3 separate regions of the Mus musculus genome follow, and all the other regions are linked to region 1. A link is a contact called in public HiChIP or PLAC-seq and Micro-C data. All regions are on one chromosome and are shown on one strand. Each heading gives the region's core, a stretch centred on a gene start, on an enhancer-like site or on the middle of the called end of the contact. The rest is flanking DNA. Distances are from core to core; before and after follow the strand shown. Region 1 holds the start of Foxe3 (forkhead box E3). Region 2 holds the start of Cyp4x1os (cytochrome P450, family 4, subfamily x, polypeptide 1, opposite strand). Region 3 overlaps Gm33655 (a long non-coding RNA gene).

Region 1 (2,700 bases), core at 28-2,527:
GAGGTGCCTTGGAACGAAAAGTTTCCACAGACTGGAACTCACAGGGACATTTGGGGCTGGGGCTGGAGTTCCAAAGCACCGGATTTGGCAGTGCAAGGGTGCTTATGTGGGGAGCACAAGTAAAGGGAGGAAAGACCTCAAATTGGAGAGGGCGCTTCAGTCTGGTGGTGAGACAGCCAGGGTCTCCCCAGGGATGGAGGAGGGCAGGGAAGGCTTAGCCCCAAGCAAGGCTCGGGGACCCAGCGAATTGCGCCACGCTGCGGGCGGGCGGGTACGGGTACCACGGACAAGCTCGCACTGCTCCAGCGCAGGCCGGGGCAGAAGGCTCCACCAGGCGCTCCCGCAGCGGAAAGCGACTCACAGGTAGCGCTCCAGCCCCGGCGCGAAGCCCGGCTGTCTCAGGTAGGCTTCCCCGGCTCCGAGCGGCCCGAGCGCGCCGGCCGATCCCGCCAAGGCCAGGAGAGGCTGGGCGGGCAGCGGCGCGGGTAACCCCAGGCGCTCGGACGCTGGCGAGTAGAGCGGCGGCGAGGCTGCGGCGGCACAGGGCGGGAAGGCGGCGTCGGGCGCGGCGCAGCAAGGCGGCTCGGGCGCCACGGGTCCCGGCGGCTCAGGCTGCAAGCCCAACAGGCTGTCCAGGCGGAAGAGGCGCGCGGGCGGAGCGGACGCGGGTGCTGGCGGGGGCGGGAAGGGCGCATAGGGGAAGGGCGGCGGCGGCGGCGGCGGTGCGGGCAGCTCAGCGCGCTTGAAGCGCTTGCGGCGCCGCAGGAAGCTACCGTTGTCGAACATGTCAGCGGCCGCGGGATCGAGCGTCCAGTAGTTGCCCTTGCCCGGATTGCCCGGCTCGCGCGGCACCTTGACGAAACAGTCGTTGAGGGTGAGGTTGTGGCGGATGCTGTTCTGCCACTTGCGCGGGCTGTCGCGGTAGAAGGCGAAGCGCTCGGTGATGAAGCGGTAGATGGCTGCCAGCGTTAGACGGCGGCCGGGAGCGTGCGCCAGGGCCATGGCAATGAGCGCGATGTATGAGTAGGGCGGCTTCCCACGCTGTAGTGGCCGCCGCCGTCGCTTCCCCGGGCCAGGCACGGCCGTGGGCTCGGCGTCCCCACCGCCCACCACTTCCTCCGGTTCGCGCCCCGGTTCGGCTCCCGCCAGCGTCGGCAGCTGCGGCCCGGACGGCGTGAGCGAGGGCAAGGCCGGGAAGCCCGAGAAAGCGACTTGCGCATCCATGTGCGGGGGGTGGGGGTGGGGGTCCTAGGGATGCGGAGTCCCTGCTCGCGCCCCGGAGAGCGGGGGTCGCAGGTTCGCCTTATATGGACACACACACTCCCACCTCCCGAGGAGAGGGCCCTGACCTGCCCTCTAATTTGCTTTCCCAGCCCCCTTCCCGGGCTGGCAGCCCACCTCTGTTTCTCCCCCTCCCTTGGTCTAGTCCCTCTGGGTCAATTTTTTTCAGACCCTCCCTCATCCCTGAGTCAGTCTCTGGGCCCCATCCCCATCCCGTGGTATTTGGTAGTACTGCTCCCATTACCCCCGCCCCTTTGGGTCAACCCCAATTACAAACACACCCATTCAGCACACTCTACTGCCCTCTCCCCATTTTGTGCCTTGTAGAGGTCAGATCCCCCTTAGCCTTCCCCATGCTTCTAGTTCCCGCTCCAGCAGTCTTTGCTAGCCTCAGGCATCCTATGTAGCTGGTCAGGGAGGCATCAGGCTCCTTTGGACAGCAGAGAACCAGAGTGAAGATGATGGAAGACAGCAAGACAGCGCAGAACCAGGCTGCCTTTGTTGCAGGGGAAAATGTTTAGAAGCCCTAACTCCTTTCCCTGCTGCACCCCCTTCATCCTTATCCATCCCTGACTCCAGGGAAACTTGTTTCAAACATACATAACTCCACCTCTCCCCCCCAAAAGGCGCATACCCCCCCCCACATGCTTCCACTGAAGGCAGGGCTGAGCGAACTGCTTTCTGATGTAGCATTATCAGTGGGTAGAGAGAGGGGAGAGTTTTTGTTAAAATGCCCCACCAGCACACAGAGAGAGCCAAAGGCGGAGAAGCCTTGTTCTTAAAGCAGGCAGACTGACAAGATCAAGGGAAGTAGAGGCAGAGCAAGGAGCACAGAGACAAGAGAAGGTCTTACTGTGACAAGTCCCAGAGGCACTTACTGCCAAGGTCTTGTGAGTACAGCCAGCCCTTGAGAAAATTTGGGCACCCATCAGACTCCATCTCTGATGAAGCATATCTTATCCCTTACCTCGAGAGGAGAGGGCTCGGACCTGCCCTCTAATTTGCTAGTCTAGTGCAGATGCCCAAAGCTAGATTCAGGTGGCCTGTAGCCAAGGATGCAAAATCCAAATTCAAGCATGGGGCTCAAAGACTCCCCTCCTGTACACAGCTGATAACAAATCACAGCTACCACTGTTTAGCATTTTGTATTTGGTAAATACTTATAGTATTTCACTGGCATTTAAGCTCCACTGGGCGGTAGTACTATCCCCGTTTCTTGGCTGAGGGAACAGGTGCTCTGAGAGGTAAAGTAGTATACCTCGACTCCCACAAGGTACACTAATAGTGGCAGAGCAGAAATGAAACCCTGTGGTCAGAGCACTACCCATCACTGCTCTTCTAATGCCTTTCCTTACAATGGAAGCTTTAGTCCAGCATAGTGGCATGCATGTGTGGTCCCTGCACTGGAGAGACTGAGGC
Region 2 (2,700 bases), core at 186-2,685, 210 kb after region 1:
CACATAAAATGAAATAAATAAATCTAAAAAATTCAATGATTCATCTTCTGGGTATATGCTCAAAATAAATAATTACTATTTCATTAAGCCATCTGACTTCTATATTCACCACAGCATATATTTCTAATTTATAATGGCTGACTTAGGAGTCAGCCTAAGTATATACTGCTGGATGAATGAAGGAAGAAAATTCGGTCACTAAGCATGATGGTTCATGACTGTGATCACTTGGGAGGCAGAGGTAGAAGGACCACTGCAAGTTTGAAGACAGCTTGGGCTATATAGTGAGTTCCAGGACAGCCTGGGCTATAGTGATTGACTGTCCACATCAAACCTAAAATCCAAACTCCCAATCAAAACATTTTAACAAAGAAAAGAGAGAGAATAAAGAGAGAGGGAAAGGAAGAAAGAAAAAAAGAAAGAAAGAAAGAAAGAAAGAAGGGAAGAAAGAAAGAAAGGAAGGAAGGAAGGAAGGAAGAGAGAAAGAAAAGACAAGAGAGCATGGTTTATGTGCATCTGAGTGTATCTGAAGGGACCTCGAGTCACCACATGGCACATGGAAATGATACATGGCAGAGATATAATATAATAATATAATATATATAATATAGTCGAGGAAGCCAAGGAGCAAAATCCCCAGGGCAGACTTTCCAGCCCACCCATTCCTGGAGAGTTTGTGCAGGCGCTTCACAGCTAGTGGTTCTTTCTTCCCCCAGGGATCCTAGGAGGAGGCACACCATCCCTCCAAGCCAGGATTTTCATTTTCTCTTAGTGCTCAAGTCTGTACCTTACTTGGGCCCGTCAGGGAAAAGACTCACTTTCCTTTTGTAGACCTAGGACTTAGCACACACAGCTGCTACTCCCAATGTGTTGACAGAATTTATCAGTCTGGGTAGGAAGTGGATTTGAAAACAGGAGACATGGAACAAGTGATATGGCAAGTGATAGGGCAATCAGTATCCGCAGAGCAATGGGGTGCGGCCCCTCCCGCTTTTACAGGAAGCTTTAAAAAGACATTTTTTTTTTCCTGGCCTGAATGAACCAAGGGGTCAACTATTGCTATCGCTTTTGAACATTTTCTACAACTAAGTATGAGTTAGAGCAACACACTGAGTGTTAAACAATACACGCAGAAGACATACCAAGGCGACTGGAGACTGAGCTGACACCTAGTGCTCTTTTACAATATTCACGTTTCCCAAATAACCTCCCTGTCTAGTAACCCTTCCGCGGGGGAATGCGAGAGTTCCTAGTATTGCAGAGGAGCTGAGAGCCACCCTACCCTCCCCCATCCCCCAGGCTGGAAGTCCTAGAATAGCTCAAAACTGCATGGGAGGGATGGAAGCAGAGGCTAGGCTATTGGCTTCCTCGGCAGCATCCTGCTGCGCCCCTCCCTCCATCTACCTTCTGGTGTCCCAGGAGCCAGTGGGCGGGAGGCCCCGGGAAGGGGCTCAGGTCGCGCAGCAGTCGCTGTCTCCGCAGGTAGAGCTTCATGGCCTGCATCAGCACCAGCGCCAGGCAGAACACCAAAGCCAGGTGCAAGGGCCGCGCCCAACGAGTCTCCAGCCAGGAGGCCTCCATCACTCTGAGCTCGCTTTTCGGCGGGCAGTGGGTGGGTGGAGGATATGGTAGTGGTGGTGGGAAGCTCTTAGCTTTCTCCAGCCCGGAGCTGGCGTGAACCACCCAGCCCCCTCCCCAGTGAGCCCTGGTGTAACTGAGGTGGGGGAGGGGCAGCTCCTGCCTGGGAAGAAGATGCTGGTCCTTCGGGATTTCCAGTCTGCGCTATCCATTCGCTGGTGCACGCTTGGATTCAGGCAGACAGACTTCGTTCGCGGAGTGTCTTATTTTAAGTTTGACAGTTTCCAATCGCGGAAGATCTGAATTTAGACTTTGAAATAATGCTCAGGCTGATGTAATTATTTCTCTTCCTTGTCACGAACGAAAATAAACTGCTATGCGAAATGACCTGCTTTCCCACTCTGGAAATCTATGAGCAGCCACAGGAACTAGGTGGGAGCCGAGGAGGGCATGGCCACCATACATGTGCAGTGTGGCCTGCCAAACTGTGCATGTGAATGTTTTCCCTTGTTCTTCATCCCGATTTCTAGAGTGCACCAAGGTCCACCGTGGCTCCTTTCAAGCTGTGTCAGAGTACCAAACCCCCGAGATGAGAAGAGACAGACAGTGGTGCACCACTACAGAGTATTTCTATTATTCAGGTACAATCAGTCCATTTATTTATGCTAAGGCAGACCTATGGTAGTGCTGGAGTTACAGCCCTGAACAATAGATTAAATCTCAGTTACCAACTCCCTATTTTCTTCCTTGTCAACGTCCCCACTCCTGACTTCTCTGTCCCCATCCCAACCTCTGAAGACAGAATATTTTTTGGTCAGGGAAGCAGTAACCACAGACTCCAGGGGGAAATGGCTTCATCTGGTCCACGTATTGATATTTTACACTTTTTTTTAGTGTTAGTAAGACTTTCACCTTCTTCTTTCAGGTTCTTCCTGTGCGGGGCTCCCTGCCCTATCATGACATGTCTCTCATAGGGAATACACGGTGAAGGTACTGGAGATTGTGAAGTTCCTTGCTCTATCCTCTGGGTTCTGATTGCTCTCAGCCTTGTGTCTTGTCTGCTCTGGTCTCTGGTTCCCTTTGGCTGACTGATAAACAACAGGGTGAGGGGTTGGGATGCTC
Region 3 (2,700 bases), core at 107-2,606, 210 kb before region 1:
CCCCAGGGACTTGTCTCTACTAGGGGTTCATACAACCCAGACCTTCTCTTGCTTCTTTAGGGTATGGTGTGTGAGGCTCTGAGTCTCTCCTGTCTCCTTTACACAGAGGCCAGTAAATATCTAGATCTCTCCTCTTCCTTTCTGGGAAGAGAGCCCATGAAGAGACTAGGAGCATGAAAAATTAATTTAGAGTTTAAGTAGTGCCTGTTTTAAAATCCTCCAGTGTCTAGAAGAGCAAATTCCTCCTCAACTGCCCCCTGCCAGGGCTGCAGTGGCCCCAGCACCCTGATACTCCTATGGCCAGGCAGAAGACTGATCAAAGGACATTCCTTCCTTGTCCCCAGATGCCCACACTTCCAGAGTCCTTTCTACTCTTCCTCTTTTCCCTCCTAGTCAATGGACAGTACATTAGGTGACTGTGGTTTGAACCATGGCCCAGGTGTGACGGGGTCATTCCAAACCTCAAGTGCAGGACAGACCTCTTGCTCAAGAACAGGCCCGCAGAAAATGCCAATGTCCCCGTTTCTCATGTTTTCCTGGATAAATCCACTTTCTCCTCCAAAAACCCAGAGCTAAGCCCTCTCCTCAGGGAAGACTTTCCTCCCCAGCCTCTGCTGAGCTTGAAGATGAAGTGGCCTCCCACCCCTTCTATCCCCTCATGGTGGACTGCAGGGCAGGATGGAGCCACCTCTAAGCCTGGATAAAGGTGAATTCCAACAGTTGGGAGAGGTTATTTTTGGAGCTGACACAAATGGTGAATGAAGCGCCCCGAGCCTTCCAGGCAGTCTTTGCTTTGTGCTGCAAGGCCCAAAACTAACATTTTCATAATAATTTTCCAGTATCAAAGTGATAGTTTTGATTCAAGACAGCTGGAGCCTGCAGAACTGTGTGGCAGCCTCTCCAGCCCTGGAGCCAAACATGTGCCGCCTTCTCTATTTTAACACCTTTGATAATCATCGAAAAATGAATGGCCCTAGCACTTTTCACAGCTCCCTGACCAGAAGAGTCGCCCCTGGAAAGAGAGCATTGGGTGTCTGTTTTCCTTCTGTGGTGCCCTGAGCCCAGGGCTTAGTCCTCTCCGCCTCCCTTTCTACATTCCATTAGTGATGTCTGATGAAGAATCTAGCCTTTCTGCTACTATTAAAATGAGGGGAGCCCAAGAAACACAGAAACTCAATATCATGGAAAACTGATATAATCTTTTCAAAACTGTAAAGATTGCTCACCCTAAGGAACATCTGCACAGAAAAAGAAAAAGGCTTTAAACAAACTGGAACAGGGTCGAGTAGCTTGTAAAGGCAGGAGTGCTGGAGAGATGGCTGGCTTGTTCATGGCCTGCTGTCACTCTGAAGGAGAAAGGCCATCTCCGAGGAGCCAGTTCCCTCACTGAGAGCTCCTGCCATCTGGAACTCATTGCAGGATGGAATACTGAGGTTTGTAAAAAGAAACCTGGGCTCACGATAATTGTTCCTTAAATCATTAATACAGCCTGAGTTCCAGATGGAGAAAGAGGAGACAGCAGGGACAGGCTAGGGACCTGTCAGAGTCCATGCCCAGCCCACTGCCATATACTTTGGGAGCTGCAGCTACCTTCTCCCAGGTAACAGCTTTGGCACAGACTCCAGACATCCCCCAGCCTGCGCTGCAGTAACGTTGTTATCTTCAGGAACCTCTTCTGGCCTTTAGTGCCTCCTGAACTCTTGGGCTGGGCATGGCTGATGCTTGAGATCTAAGCTCCTAGCACCTTGGGAGTTGAAGTGTCAAGAATGGCCTCTGCCACACTTGGGAGTCCTCCAGTGATTGAGAGTAAGAAACGTGGGCCACGCACACTTAGGACAGAGCCAACATGGGCCAAGGTGAAGCCAGTGTGTTTCACAGATATGTGAAGGTTGGCCTTCTGATAATTGTTCCTTAAATCATTAATACACCTTAGTATCAGATGGAGAAAGAAGGGACAGCAGTGTCAGGTGAGGGACCATCCAGGCCTAGCCTGCTGCAATCTACATAGATATGGTAAACATGGAGAGGGTTTTAAGATGGAAGAGGCTGGTGTGAGCCAATCACAGGTCCTTGGAATAACACAGCTGCAGTTCTGACATCCTGTCTGTGAAGCCTGGAATCTGAGCTCCCCTGAGACACAACGCTGGCAACTGCTTTCTGCTGCTTACTCCCTGGCAGGGGGAGTCTGAGGAGCTGATCCATTTCTGCCCCTGATCTACTGACAAACTAAACTAAATAGGGTACTGTGGACCCTGAGGTACTAAGAGAACACCAGCACCTCCAAGGACTTCGGGGCCTTAGAATAGCAAGGAGACCCTTTCTCCAGAACACTGAACACCTCTGGGTGGAGTCCCTGCTCCAGGCAGCTGGAAGGGATCACATGGGCCGATGCCCTTGTCCCCACTATGCCTTCTCTTCTATTGCTGTAGGGACTGTGGCAGGCCTCTCTGCTTCTGATCATGACTCTAACCCCAGCCTCCCCCTCTCTTGCCATGCAATCCAGAAGCTGCCACACACCCTGGCCACCTTAACACGTCTCAGGATCTGAGACCCCAAACATCCCAATTCCAATCAGGTTCTGAATTCACAGGCACTGGTTGTTGTACAAGTTCCTCATCTTTCGGGACAACAGTGCCATCCACTTGGTGTACAGCCCCACGGTGCTCATCGGGATGGCCTTCTTTCTTTCTCTCCCTCCTT

The links. Hi-C and Micro-C count contacts between places; a contact is called where the count stands out from the background. HiChIP or PLAC-seq counts read pairs in DNA pulled down with a chosen protein or histone mark.
Region 2: a Micro-C map of embryonic stem cells shows a contact between it and region 1, with 3 times the contacts expected there. The contact joins the promoter of Cyp4x1os here to the promoter of Foxe3 in region 1. A contact is called at or near these places in 1 of 39 promoter capture datasets (the HPC-7 cell line) and 1 of 484 Hi-C or Micro-C datasets (embryonic stem cells).
Region 3: a contact with region 1 is called in an H3K4me3 HiChIP or PLAC-seq map of craniofacial prominence, with 2.6 times the contacts expected there. The contact joins the enhancer-like site here to the promoter of Foxe3 in region 1. A contact is called at or near these places in 7 of 39 promoter capture datasets (the 3T3-L1 cell line, the C10 cell line, the HPC-7 cell line and 4 more), 3 of 115 datasets of contacts at active chromatin or transcription factors (craniofacial prominence, embryonic hindbrain and microglia) and 2 of 9 other capture datasets (embryonic stem cells and liver).

What each region holds. Positions count from the first base shown.
Region 1 is chr4:114,924,790-114,927,489 of GRCm38.p6, forward strand. It overlaps Foxe3 (forkhead box E3), which reads right to left and starts at 1,278. Exons shown (of 1, transcript NM_015758.3): 1 at 1-1,278. The coding sequence starts at 1,224. The coding sequence ends at 358.
Region 2 is chr4:115,132,397-115,135,096 of GRCm38.p6, forward strand. It overlaps Cyp4x1os (cytochrome P450, family 4, subfamily x, polypeptide 1, opposite strand), which reads left to right and starts at 1,436. Exons shown (of 4, transcript NR_131922.1): 1 at 1,436-2,010; 2 at 2,109-2,219; 3 at 2,504-2,568. Cyp4x1 (cytochrome P450, family 4, subfamily x, polypeptide 1) reads right to left here and starts at 1,683. Exons shown (of 12, transcript NM_001003947.2): 1 at 1,405-1,683. The coding sequence starts at 1,581.
Region 3 is chr4:114,719,480-114,722,179 of GRCm38.p6, forward strand. The region is part of intron 1 of Gm33655 (a long non-coding RNA gene); the gene reads right to left. Among named protein-coding and RNA genes, the nearest start is that of Gm12829, 40 kb to the left of the region's middle. Within about 2 kb of position 1,357, at least 8 of the 459 cell types and tissues checked have an H3K27ac peak or open chromatin away from gene starts, as enhancers often do. A contact at or near this core is called in craniofacial prominence, where this site is marked.